Regions from separate parts of the Mus musculus genome. Here region 1 is linked to region 2. A link is a contact called in public HiChIP or PLAC-seq data. All regions are on one chromosome and are shown on one strand. The core of a region is the stretch at or near the end of the contact, and the rest is flanking DNA. Distances in the headings are between cores, read along the strand shown.

Region 1 (5,444 bases), core at 1,627-4,126, 33 kb after region 2:
GTTGAAAATGCAGAACTCACATGAACTGTGGTTCCAGAATAACATATGCATATTATATATATCATACTATGCATATACACACGTGTGTATATATATATCACACATATGCATATACATATGCACATATACACATAAACACACACATATCATATACATATATGCATATACATCAATCCATACCCATATATATCATATACATACACATATACATCATATACATCACATACCATACACATCACATGCACATACATATCCATATAAACATACACATTACACATGTACATCATATACATACATCATATGCATAAACATATGCACATATACATACATATACATCAAATGTACATACACATACAAGCACACACACATACATATCACCAATCCATACCCACACATATACACATACACATCATATACATATACATCACACATCATACACACACACATATATATGTCATATACATCACACATCATACACACACACATATATATGTCATATACATATACATCATACACATCATGTACACATATACATATGCATTCAATTAAGCTAGATGAACTAGTGGCCCCACAAGAAGCCAGAAGGAGAAGCTTGAGGAACATGAATGCTTAGAACTGAATCAAGATGAATATATAGAATGTGAGGGAGGTAGGTAATGTGGTGTTGAGAGGAAAGGGCACCCACAGCATCCGAGGCCTGTGTATAACAGAATATAGTTCAATATGCAAACTGAGCTCTCACTGAAAGAAATTAAAAAGAAGAGAAAATTAAACCTAAAGAGAAAAGGTAGAAGCAAAGATTAGAGCAGAAACAGTAAAATTTGCAATAGAAAAAGCAACTATCAATCAAATTAAACTCTCATGGGGGCAGTGTGTGCCCAGAACCCACAGTGGCTCTCCTAATGCCCCTGCAAAGAGGGTGACCTGGTAGGTGCTGAACCTATTCCAGTAGCAGGGAAGGAAAGAACAGAGGCAGTCCTACCAGAAGGGAGCTGATGGGGGAGGGAAAATATGTGCGGAAGAGGTGAGCTCAAAGTGTACCAGAAAAAGGGTGACCTTAACAGCATAGCAGGAGCTGTGGGAAGGAAAAGCAGCTATGTCCTCTGGGGGCAAGTTCTCCATGACCACCAGGTTCCTTTGGCGGATAGCAGTGGGCAGGTGTGAGCTGTCCATCCCGCACAGCCACAGATGACTGTGCTATCAGCAGCAGCAGCAGCAGCAAAGAAGTTAGCAGTAATCCATTCCAACGCAAATGTAAGACCCACGTGTGAGAGAAAAATAGCAGCTCTGAATGTCAAGCATAGCCCCAGACGCAGCTGTCTGCCTCTGAGCAGGATTGAGAGCTCGGTCTGCAGCTCCCTGTAAGCGAGAGCTAGGCCTCTGTGGGCTGAGAGAATCCAGGGTGTGGTAAGGGAGATTTGAGGCACCTTATATCTGACAACTCCACCAGGAGAGAGATGTCTACTTGCTCTGAGAGGAGCAGAAGGCCAGGGGCCTTCCATCTAGCAGGGCTGTAGCTGGTACTCAGTACAACAGTCAGCACAAGACTACACCTAAAGTGGAGGACAAGGTTCATCTGATAAAACAAAACAACCTTCTATTTCACCTTGGAATAGCAGATGCAACTGTAACGGAGAAGGGATTATTGAGGACTCAGAGGTGTCCAGAATCTATCTATGGACAAGCCCCCATCCCTGAATGCCAGGACCTGAGCTCACTTAGAGAGACGGGATCACAGGAAGAGGCCATTTGAGAGGAGACCACAAAAGCAAGAGTGCTGTATGAGAGAGGTTACCTGGGGGGCACAGTGCCTGAAGGACAAGCAGTGTAGTGTTTGCAGAAGGAGTATGCTTTGAGGTCAGTGTTTGGAGGAAAGAGGACATTGTGAACGAGGATTGGAAAAAGAGGTTGGGTTTGGACCCCTCCCTAAGGGGAAGATGGGAACCCAGCCAGGTGGAAGGGCAGCCAGATGATACCAGAAGAAAATGACATACGATTTGGTGTAGATGGTCAGCACCAACCTGTACCAACAAATCCAGGTTGGGATGATGGTTGTGTGGAAAGTACACAGGGGTACTGTTGACCTTGGGGTATCCAGGATTTGTTTCTGTGGAAGCCCGTTCAGCATCTGCTCAGGCAGCCTGCTCCTCTCTGAAAGCCTCTACCTCTCTTGCACAAGGTGCAGGGTGCACATACCAAGACAACTACTTAAGGCAAGGCGGGGGTTTCCCTTTGGGGCCCCAGAATTGCAGGAATCCTGATAACTGTTGTCCTGGACATTATTGTCCCAACGCCCTGACTTCAGTTTCCCAGGCCCTGAATGAAGACGCTCGTGCTTTGGGTCCCATTGCTATATGTGCTATATGTCATATGTACTGGAGTTATCGGAGGCCACGGAATCAGGGTGGGTATGGGGCCAGCAGTTCTGGCTGCAGTTCAAGCTGATAGGAGAGATATGAATAGGACTATGTATCTTCAGGCACTTACAGAACACCAAGAGATTATTTTAAAAGCAACAACAAACAAACAAACAAACAAACAAACAAAACCCCTCTTAGGCCCTAGGAGGCAAAACCCCAAACCCCATTCCCTACTTCCAGTATTCAGTGCCCTGACCTGCTAGGATCTGCATACTAGGCCAGGAACAGTTTTCTTTCCAGAGGTTGGACCACAAGGAAGTCAAGCCAGCTGACCCTGTGGAAGTTAGGCTCTTTTAAGGTCAGGTCCCGTGCAGGGGGAATCCATGGAAGACAGGCCCGGTTATGTCTTGTGGAGTTTAGGCTCTGTGGAGAATATCAGTGCTGGTACACACCCCAGGGAGGGACATATCAGGCAGGTAAGGGGTGGAGGCCCTCTGGGATAGGCTAAGAGTGTGAGCACCCAGAGTGTGTATGACTCCGAAAATGAGAGAGAACAGACGGCAGGTCCCGTGTGATTCCCTTAGCTCATCTGAACTCTTACCTCTGGCTTGGATCTACTAAAGAGCCTGGAACCAGATCCTGAGGGTGGCAAGAGAATGTGAGATCCCCATGTGGCAATAGCCCCCTGTGGCAAATTTGCCTCCTCTGAGCTCCTGTGCCTTTACTGATTGGTATGGCTACCCAAGCCTTGTCAGCCTGGCTGAGAAAGGCAATAGTGGGCAGGTGTGCTCTGCCTGACCTCCTAAGAGGCAGGTTCCAGGAGTCTGGATTTGTCTGTTCAGAGAACTGGTTCATGTGACTAATGATAGGACTCTTCTTCTGGTGAGCACTGCCACCTGGTGGCCTTGCTGGGTATTGCCTCAACTCCAGCATTCAAAGTCATCTGGGACATTTATCCCAGAGAGGTACGCGCAACTGGCCTGACCCATAGTAACCCTATTCCTCAGTCCTTTCTAGATAGGCGACTCCCAATGTACCTCAAACCATTCTGGCTGGTGGTTCCTTCCCTGCACATGGGCAGTTATACACATCACATCTCTTCTGGTCTGCAACACATCCTGGGTCCTTCAAACCCCACTCAGCCCCTGTGCATGTGCCCTCTCAGGAGGGACCCTTCTTTCCAAGGTGATGGGCAAGTACCTAGGGGTCTCAGTAAATTTTGGGGTCATAGTGTTTTTGGCATAGATGTTTGCTTTGTGAACAAAGGTTCACAACCACCATGTATGCTACTTCAGACCTATGGGAAGTTGGTGTGACCACTGAAAGAGCATCTGAAGCAATTGCTCACACAACTCTAGATGAGGTCCCTCTGCTAAATCAATAAACTTGACCATGGACAGGAGACAGGATGGAGATGAGGTGTAAGGAGAAAAATCACTGGCAGCAAAATAGACTTGGTGGATATATAGGTGTTGAGGGACAGGAAATACCCTATGCAGGGGCAGTGCAAAGATGCAGTGGTTTCTCCTCCAAAGCCAGATTCTTAGTGTTTTGAATGCCCCTCTGTTCCTACACACTGTTCATGAATGTCCTAGCTCACTGCTTCCCATCTCTTGGTGTCACCTGACCATGGGATTCCTTATATAACACAGTCCCGGGCTCAGACTATGTGATGGCTATTCCTGGCTGTCAACTTGATTACATCTAGAATGAACTACAATCCAGGAATGGAGAGCACACCTGTGATCGAGATCTTGAGGCTGGAGGACAGGTTTCTGACCTGGATCTTGACATAAAGATCTTGAGGCTTAGGCCCAGGCATGGTAGTACACGTCTTTAATTCCAGGAGATAGGATAAGCAGATCTCTGAGTTCAAGGTCAGCCTGGGACAAAGCAAGTTTTAGATTCAGGTTTGGTCATACACACCTTTAATCTGGGCCACACCTTCTGCTGGAGGCCTCACATAAGGACATTGGAAGAAGGAAGGCTCGTTCTTCTTCGACCAATTGTACTTACTTGCCAGCACATCTTTTGGAACCCACTTCTACAGAAGACCAGCTTAAACAACTAGCTTCATATGATTCCCTTGATACACATAGAGGCATTCCATAAGTTCTGACTCTAGAGAACCCTGACTTAGACAGTCTAGGTATCTGCTTTTTATTCCTTACCACTGCCAAGCCACTAAACCCTAAATCATCTTAGCTATCTAACGGACCCTTAAGATACCAGGGTGTGACTGCCTGGTGATGGTAAGGGTAGGGGATACTCCCAGAGTGTCCACAGCATGGCCATCCTAGATGAAATTTGTCAGAATGCACTTTCCTGCTACCTTACAAGGATAGGTGAACTGCAGAAAGCCTGGGCAGGGTGCCATGGCCAGAACAGGCTGCAGAGAGCCTGGGACAGGTATGGCTATAACCTGAGGAAACCACCCTTTATGCTTTGCTCTGTCTGTGGTCACTGGCTGACCGGCCAATGTCTAACCCAACCATGTGGCTCTGATGTATGGGTCAGGTGTACCCAAAGGGGACACATGTTTGGTGTCCCCAATCATCTTTACTCATTCTCTTAATAATGACCACCAGGTACCCAGTACAGTGAAGTGGCCCTTCTTCTAACCAGGTACCCAGTACCTAGTAGGAATTTCCCAATCTTCTGGGTGCACTGAAAATGTACTGGCCTTACTACAGTGGTCATATTAAGTAAGGCAGGTGATGCCCTAAAGGAGAAAGTCAAGCAAAGAAAAGGAACAAGACAGTAGATCCCCATATACTGGGCTTCTCTGTGAACAACTCTCGCTAATTAGTCAGGGCTTCTCTGTCCATCACAGCCAACTCCTAACTTCTAGTCTAATCCCACAGAGACCTCTAGGATCAGAGCAATGAGGCAGGTACCACTGAGATCAAGGTAATCGTGTCCAGAAAGAGGAGCTCGGGACACTGGCTATGCCCAGAAAGATGGAAGCCAAATGAGTGGGGCCACTTCACTGTTTCCAAATTCAGACTGATCATAATGACTAAGAAACAGAGGGCTGCACTGGCACCCATCCATTAAGCCACACAATGTGTGCCACGAACACAT
Region 2 (5,561 bases), core at 2,821-5,320:
CAAAAATCCTAATAGGCTGGCATGTGTGGGCAGGCTGCACCCCCTGAATGCCCAGCCTCAGGCCTGGGTCATCTCCAGTAGAGTCACCTAGGAAGGTCACCCAGTTGCCTGGCCAAGTCCCCTCCCTGGGAGAGAAGACAGAATGCACAACAGTCAATAGGCTGCTGCTTCCTGTGCTGCCTGCATGAGCCGGCTCATCTCTGCACGAGCTAGTCTGCAGCAACCTCTTCCCTGCATGACCTTGACCCATACCCAAGGAAGCTGGGAATGGAAGACTGTCTGATTCATCCCATAAGGCCTCCGGGGTCATCAGAACAGATCTGGCTGTGGCATGCTTGGGTCTTCCTTTCCTAGCATATCCCTTCCAGCTGCATGTGGCCGTCACACTTCGGGGGCCTTTGATGCGGCAGACATGTCGTAGAGCCATGGAACACATTTCACAAGGGCTCAGCATTGGGTTAGGAAATCACCAGGGATTCAGTAGCCTTCTCCTCGGCTGACACTGGGGTGTGAATTCAAGCAAAGCATTTACTGGATGCAGACCTCAGAGAGGGCATCTGTAGCAGATATGGTAGCTCACAAAGGGACACAGGCAGGCTGGGACTGATAGGACACCTGGATCCCAACCCTTAGTGGAAGAAAGCAAAGCAGGCCAGACACAAGGTAGATCTTTCTACACAGATGTAGCCACAAACCTCCAATATGTACAGTGCCAACCTAGAACCAGCATTTCCAAGGTGCCTGGCAGTGTGGGGGGTGAAACTTTGGGACACCCTCAAACCAGATCCAGGAGCTATCTATATGCATGTGTGTGTATACGTGTTCATGTGTGGCCTTAGCTAGATCAGGGGCAGTGATTAGGCCTGGGAGCCAGGTCCCTCGCAGAAATCTTGATGCTGGGTGTACTTTGGGCCTCAGTGTCTCCCGAGGCAGAGAGCATGAGACTGAGCTTGACTGCCTTAGGCAGACCTGGTGGTGTTCTCCCCAGAACCTTGAGCTGCCACCAACAGTCTCCTCTGCCAGACACTACTTTGTAACTGTGTTTGCAAACCTCAGCAAGGTTGAGGGGCCTGTACTTCCTGCACTGTCCTTGATGTCCCCCAGCCAGAGCCACTGTAGGAACCACTTTGGGGGGCAAACACTGGACCCTTCTGAGAATGAAATCTTAATGTCTGGCTCTGAGTAGAGCCAACTAGCAAGGTCTCTGTGTTCAATCACATCAGCCTTGAAGCCCTGGGCTGCTGCTGACTCTGTCAAAGATAGCATAGTTGCTTTCAGCTCTTGTCAGGAAAGCACATGTAATGGCCGAGAATCACCCAAGATGTTCAGTGCCAGCCTTGAGCCAACACTTCCCCTTGTAGCAGGGTGTGGGGCAGGCTTTTAGGGCACTGAAGGCTCTGCAGGGACAGGTCTCTCTCCTCCAACCCAGGCTCTGTCCCTGAACCCAGCAAAACCCAGTATGGAGACCCCAAGGTTACTAAATCAGATGGCCTTTGACTACTCTCACTGGTAAGGTCATGTCTTCTCAGCATGACTCTACCAGCCAGGAGAGAACCCATGCTGAGGTCCAACAGGAACAGGGCAGAACCCTGGGTGGTACTGAAATACAGGTGTGAACTAACCCATGGCTGAATTCCTCTAAGGCTGGTCGAATCCGACATGGAGCAGCTGAGCCTGGCCAGGAAAGGCTGGGTCCTAACAAAGCAACTCAGCCTCACGTGAGACCAGCTTCCTACAGTATACTTCCCCGGGCCAGGACCATGTCTCCTGTGCTTCCTCCAGGATTTCTTGGAGGAAGTTCGCTGCCTAGCTCACACACGTCCTCCCAGAAGTCTTCCTAGACTTTCACTAGGGAAATGAACACATGCAGATAAGCAGGACCTGTCTGCAATTCACCCAAGCCCCGCTTTCCACACTGGTTGTACTTGGCGGCCTCTGGAATCTGATCTGAGATCATCGTGCCTGCCCCCCAGTGTACCACAGTGGCCACTCAAAGGATGCCACAACCAAAGTTTCCACAGCCTAGCTGCTGAGGAGGGAACTGGCCCTCCTATACCCACAGAAGCCTTTTCCTGGTCTTTACTCCAAAAGGTGTTCTGGTTACTTTAGGAAGCATGGCCACTAGCTTTCCTGTGAACAGGTCCAGAGCTACAGTGCTCACCTCCCTTCCCCGGTGCTGAGCACCTGCTGAGGCTCAGGATGACATTTTGCTGGCAACCTTGGTTGAACCCAGCCACATGGAGTCTCAGTGTGATAACTCCAGCAGGGTGACCCCATTGTCCTATGTAACACCAGGGCATCCCCATACCTACCACATCAATGAGCTGAGCAATCGACAAGCCAAAGCGGACAAGGACCACATCTGAGATATTGGCTACTGGCCGAGACCACTTGTTGTAGCCAGAGAAGAGTCTCTTCAGGAGCCGCTCCTCCGCATGGGCCCGGGTCTCTATGTGGCTGCTAGCTGTGGGGGAGGCAGAAAGTTTAAGGACAGGTGACCACAGAAGCTGCTGCTCTAGCCCCACACCAGACCCCATGCCATCACAGCCCTTCCTTCTGATTTCTCTTCCACCTCAGGCCCCTGGGCATGCTGCCTTGTCGTCGTCGTCCCCCCCCCCCCCCCGCACCTCCACTCCTCCCCTCAAGGAAGCCTTTCCAGGGCCCCAAGAATGAATGGATCAGGCCCTCCTGCACTCCACCAGGAAAACAAGACAACTGACATAGTGAACACTGAATTAATGGGGTAGAGCTCCCCTGCAGACAATCACTTTGGATGGAAGTGCCCTATCTCCAGTGACCGGCAGAGACAAAGGATGTAAAGGGACAGCAGGGGTTGGGGGGTGGGGCTGGGTGGCAGAAGGTGTATGGGGCAGCTAGGATGGGTGGTGGTGGTGAATGAAAGAGGACTGTGCACCACATCTCATGGCTGCAGGAGCTTGAGCCTCTGTCCACAGGAGTGGTCCTGCTGCCTGGGCTTCTAGGGTACAGCCTGACAATGAACGCAGAGCCTCGGGGCTGCCAGGACCTTGTGTTCATAGACGGATATAAGATTCCATGGATAAGCGCCACACTGCTTCATGAAGAGGGTGCCCCCTCATTCCACCAGCCAGCAGCCCATCTGTGTCCTCTCCATTGGCCCCCTACGTGGCTAGGGGGCCTCCCTACCTCCATTTGCTGGGTTGCTGCATCAAAAGAGGGGGTTGGGAAGAAAGAGGGGAGCCTCTGCTGTCTACTGGCTCTTGCTCACCTGAGAGACATGGGAACTCCTTAGGAGAGGACTCCTAGAGTCCCCCCCCCCCCAGCCTCCCCACCTCAACCTCATTCTTCCTGGTGTCTTGAACCGACCAGTAAGGCATAACCCCTCTGCTCAGTGGGAAGGCCAGGATTAAATAACTGCAGGAAGCCCCATCACGGGTTAGAGTGAAAGGTGTCCGCTCAGAGGAAGAGAGGTGGAGGAAGCCTGGGGGAGCAGAAAGGGTAGGGTGGAACTCCGGGGGGTGGTAGGGGTAGATCCCTGAAAACAGGGACAGACATGGGGGCGGTCTGAAGGCGAGATTTGGCTGGATGGAACCTCCCTCCTAGGTGGACTCCACCTCTATCCTACTTGGAGGTTCTGATTCCAGCTCCGAAATGCAGTCAGACCACCCCCCCCCCCGCCTTTACTCAAACCCCCTCTCCCAGCACTTGGAGGCTGATTCCTTCCTCTCTGGCTCAGCTAGCACTGCAGGACATCGAAGCTGTAGTGGGTGGAGGAGTCTCTGTGGCTATCCCGTTGCTCGCACCCGCGGCTTGGAACCGCAGCCCCGGGCCTCCTCTCCCCTAGCCCCGGAGTCCTAGGTGCCAGGACCCGGGAGAAAAAGGCCCGTTTCGCGTTTCGAAACTTACCAGGCAAGAGGCCGGTCCCTAAGAGCAGCAGGAGCGGCAGGAGCAGCAGCGGCGGCGGCGCCCCGGAGCCCCCGATCTCCATGGCTCACAGAACGGGCTCTAGACGAGGGCGGCTCCCGGCAGTACCGCGCCTCCGCTCCGAGACCCGCGCGCACCCAACTTCATGCCCCGTGTCGCGGCCGCTCGTCCCCAAACCGGGCTCCGCAGCTCGTCCCGCGGGGTGCGGCGGCGGGGCGGGAGCTCGAGGTTGTGGGCTCCGCGGCGCGGCCCCGCCCGGACCTGCAGCCTCCAGCCGCCGGCGAGAGGGGAGGAGGGGGAGGGACTGAAGGGAGGAGGGAGAGAGCGGGAGGAGGGGGCGGACCGGGCCCCGAGGGTATGTGGAGGCCGTGCTCTGCCCCTTGTGGGGGTAAAGTTTCCTTGTCCTCCTGAGGCTCCCGACATGCCGGGAGGGGCTGGGGACTCCGTGGTCATTCCAGTCATCTCGGCGCCTTTTGGAAATGAGCCCCTAACCCTGGTCTCCAGCCCTAACCCTGCCGGCAGCGTGAAGACTGCGGGTGCGCATTCAGGGACTGTGCGCGCGAGGAGGGCGCCCTGTTGGGCACTGGCTAACTCCATCACTTCACCCCTCCTTGGCGTGACTGTTTGCATTTTAGAAATAACAAGTCTCCTTCCTTAGCCCAACCCTGAGAGGAAAGAACCCACTCCCCATCAGCCTTCCGCCCTCCTCCTGCACCGCAAGTCCAAGAATCATCCTGTGACGCCCAGGCCCCGTGTCACCTTTTTAGTGAGAAGAACCTGGTATCCAGACCTTCGCAGGGCCAGCTAGGGACCAAGGTCCATCTTTGTCCTTTTTAAGCGTGCAGATTCTCTGCCCCTGCCTTCTCGGTAAACTGTCAGCATGAAAGCAGTTCCCTACCCCAGCTCTGTGGGCAGCGAGCTACTGGCCAGAGAGGAGAGGTGCTTGGAGACAAGCTGTAGGGTGCTAGGGATGGTCCTGAGGGATGCCACTAAGGAGAAGGTGCTCGAGTACTTTGGTTCCTAGAGTGCTTTGGTGGCACGCGGGGGGGCGGGGGGGAGGCTGGGGGGGAGGTGCGAGAGGGAGGGGGCATCTAAGCAGCAGGTGATGGAAGGAGAGACAACGGGTTCCCAAGAAGAAAGAAACCCTGTCCAACACCAAAAGCCAGATCCCAACCATGCCTTGTCCCAGAGACTCTGCCGTTGACTCCAAGCCCCAAGATGGAGACAATCCTGAAGTTGAAGGCAAGAAAGTGCTGTCCCTGTCCCTATAGCACATACCTCTCTGTTCCCAGACATGGTGGCTCTGAGGTTGACTGTCCCTTTGACCTTCCGTACCGACCCCCCAACCCCAACAGTACAGGGCTCCCATGCCTACCCTCCTCTTTCCCATCTCCCTACCTTGCTCCACCCCCCTCCTCTGTATGCCCCTCCAACAGTAGTGTACCTAGCTCTCTTGCCTGCTGGCCTACAGTGAATACATATGTCACATACCTGCTCTGGAACCTTCAGACTCCTCCAGGTCACAGGAGCCATCTGCCTACGCTCTGTAAGCAAAGCCTACAATAGGACTTCTCAAATACTCTCCTCCAGGGCAGATCACCTTCGCAGTGGCCATTGTTCTCCTCCTGTGCCCTCCTAGATGCTGGCCCAAACACTGA

Evidence for each region. HiChIP or PLAC-seq counts read pairs in DNA pulled down with a chosen protein or histone mark.
Region 1: a contact with region 2 is called in an H3K27ac HiChIP or PLAC-seq map of extraembryonic endoderm stem cells, with 3 times the contacts expected there. The contact joins the enhancer-like site here to the promoter of Chrna4 in region 2. A contact is called at or near these places in 1 of 39 promoter capture datasets (Sertoli cells), 21 of 484 Hi-C or Micro-C datasets (the AML12 cell line, the HPC-7 cell line, astrocytes and 12 more), 6 of 115 datasets of contacts at active chromatin or transcription factors (astrocytes, embryonic stem cells, extraembryonic endoderm stem cells and 1 more) and 4 of 9 other capture datasets (adipose tissue, embryonic stem cells, liver and 1 more).

What each region holds. Positions count from the first base shown.
Region 1 is chr2:181,069,070-181,074,513 of GRCm38.p6, forward strand. No RefSeq gene overlaps it. Among named protein-coding and RNA genes, the nearest start is that of Chrna4, 33 kb to the left of the region's middle. Within about 2 kb of position 2,877, at least 31 of the 459 cell types and tissues checked have an H3K27ac peak or open chromatin away from gene starts, as enhancers often do. A contact at or near this core is called in cerebral cortex, cortical neurons, extraembryonic endoderm stem cells and 1 more, where this site is marked.
Region 2 is chr2:181,035,107-181,040,667 of GRCm38.p6, forward strand. It overlaps Chrna4 (cholinergic receptor, nicotinic, alpha polypeptide 4), which reads right to left and starts at 4,071. Exons shown (of 6, transcript NM_015730.5): 1 at 3,886-4,071; 2 at 2,313-2,464. The coding sequence starts at 3,967.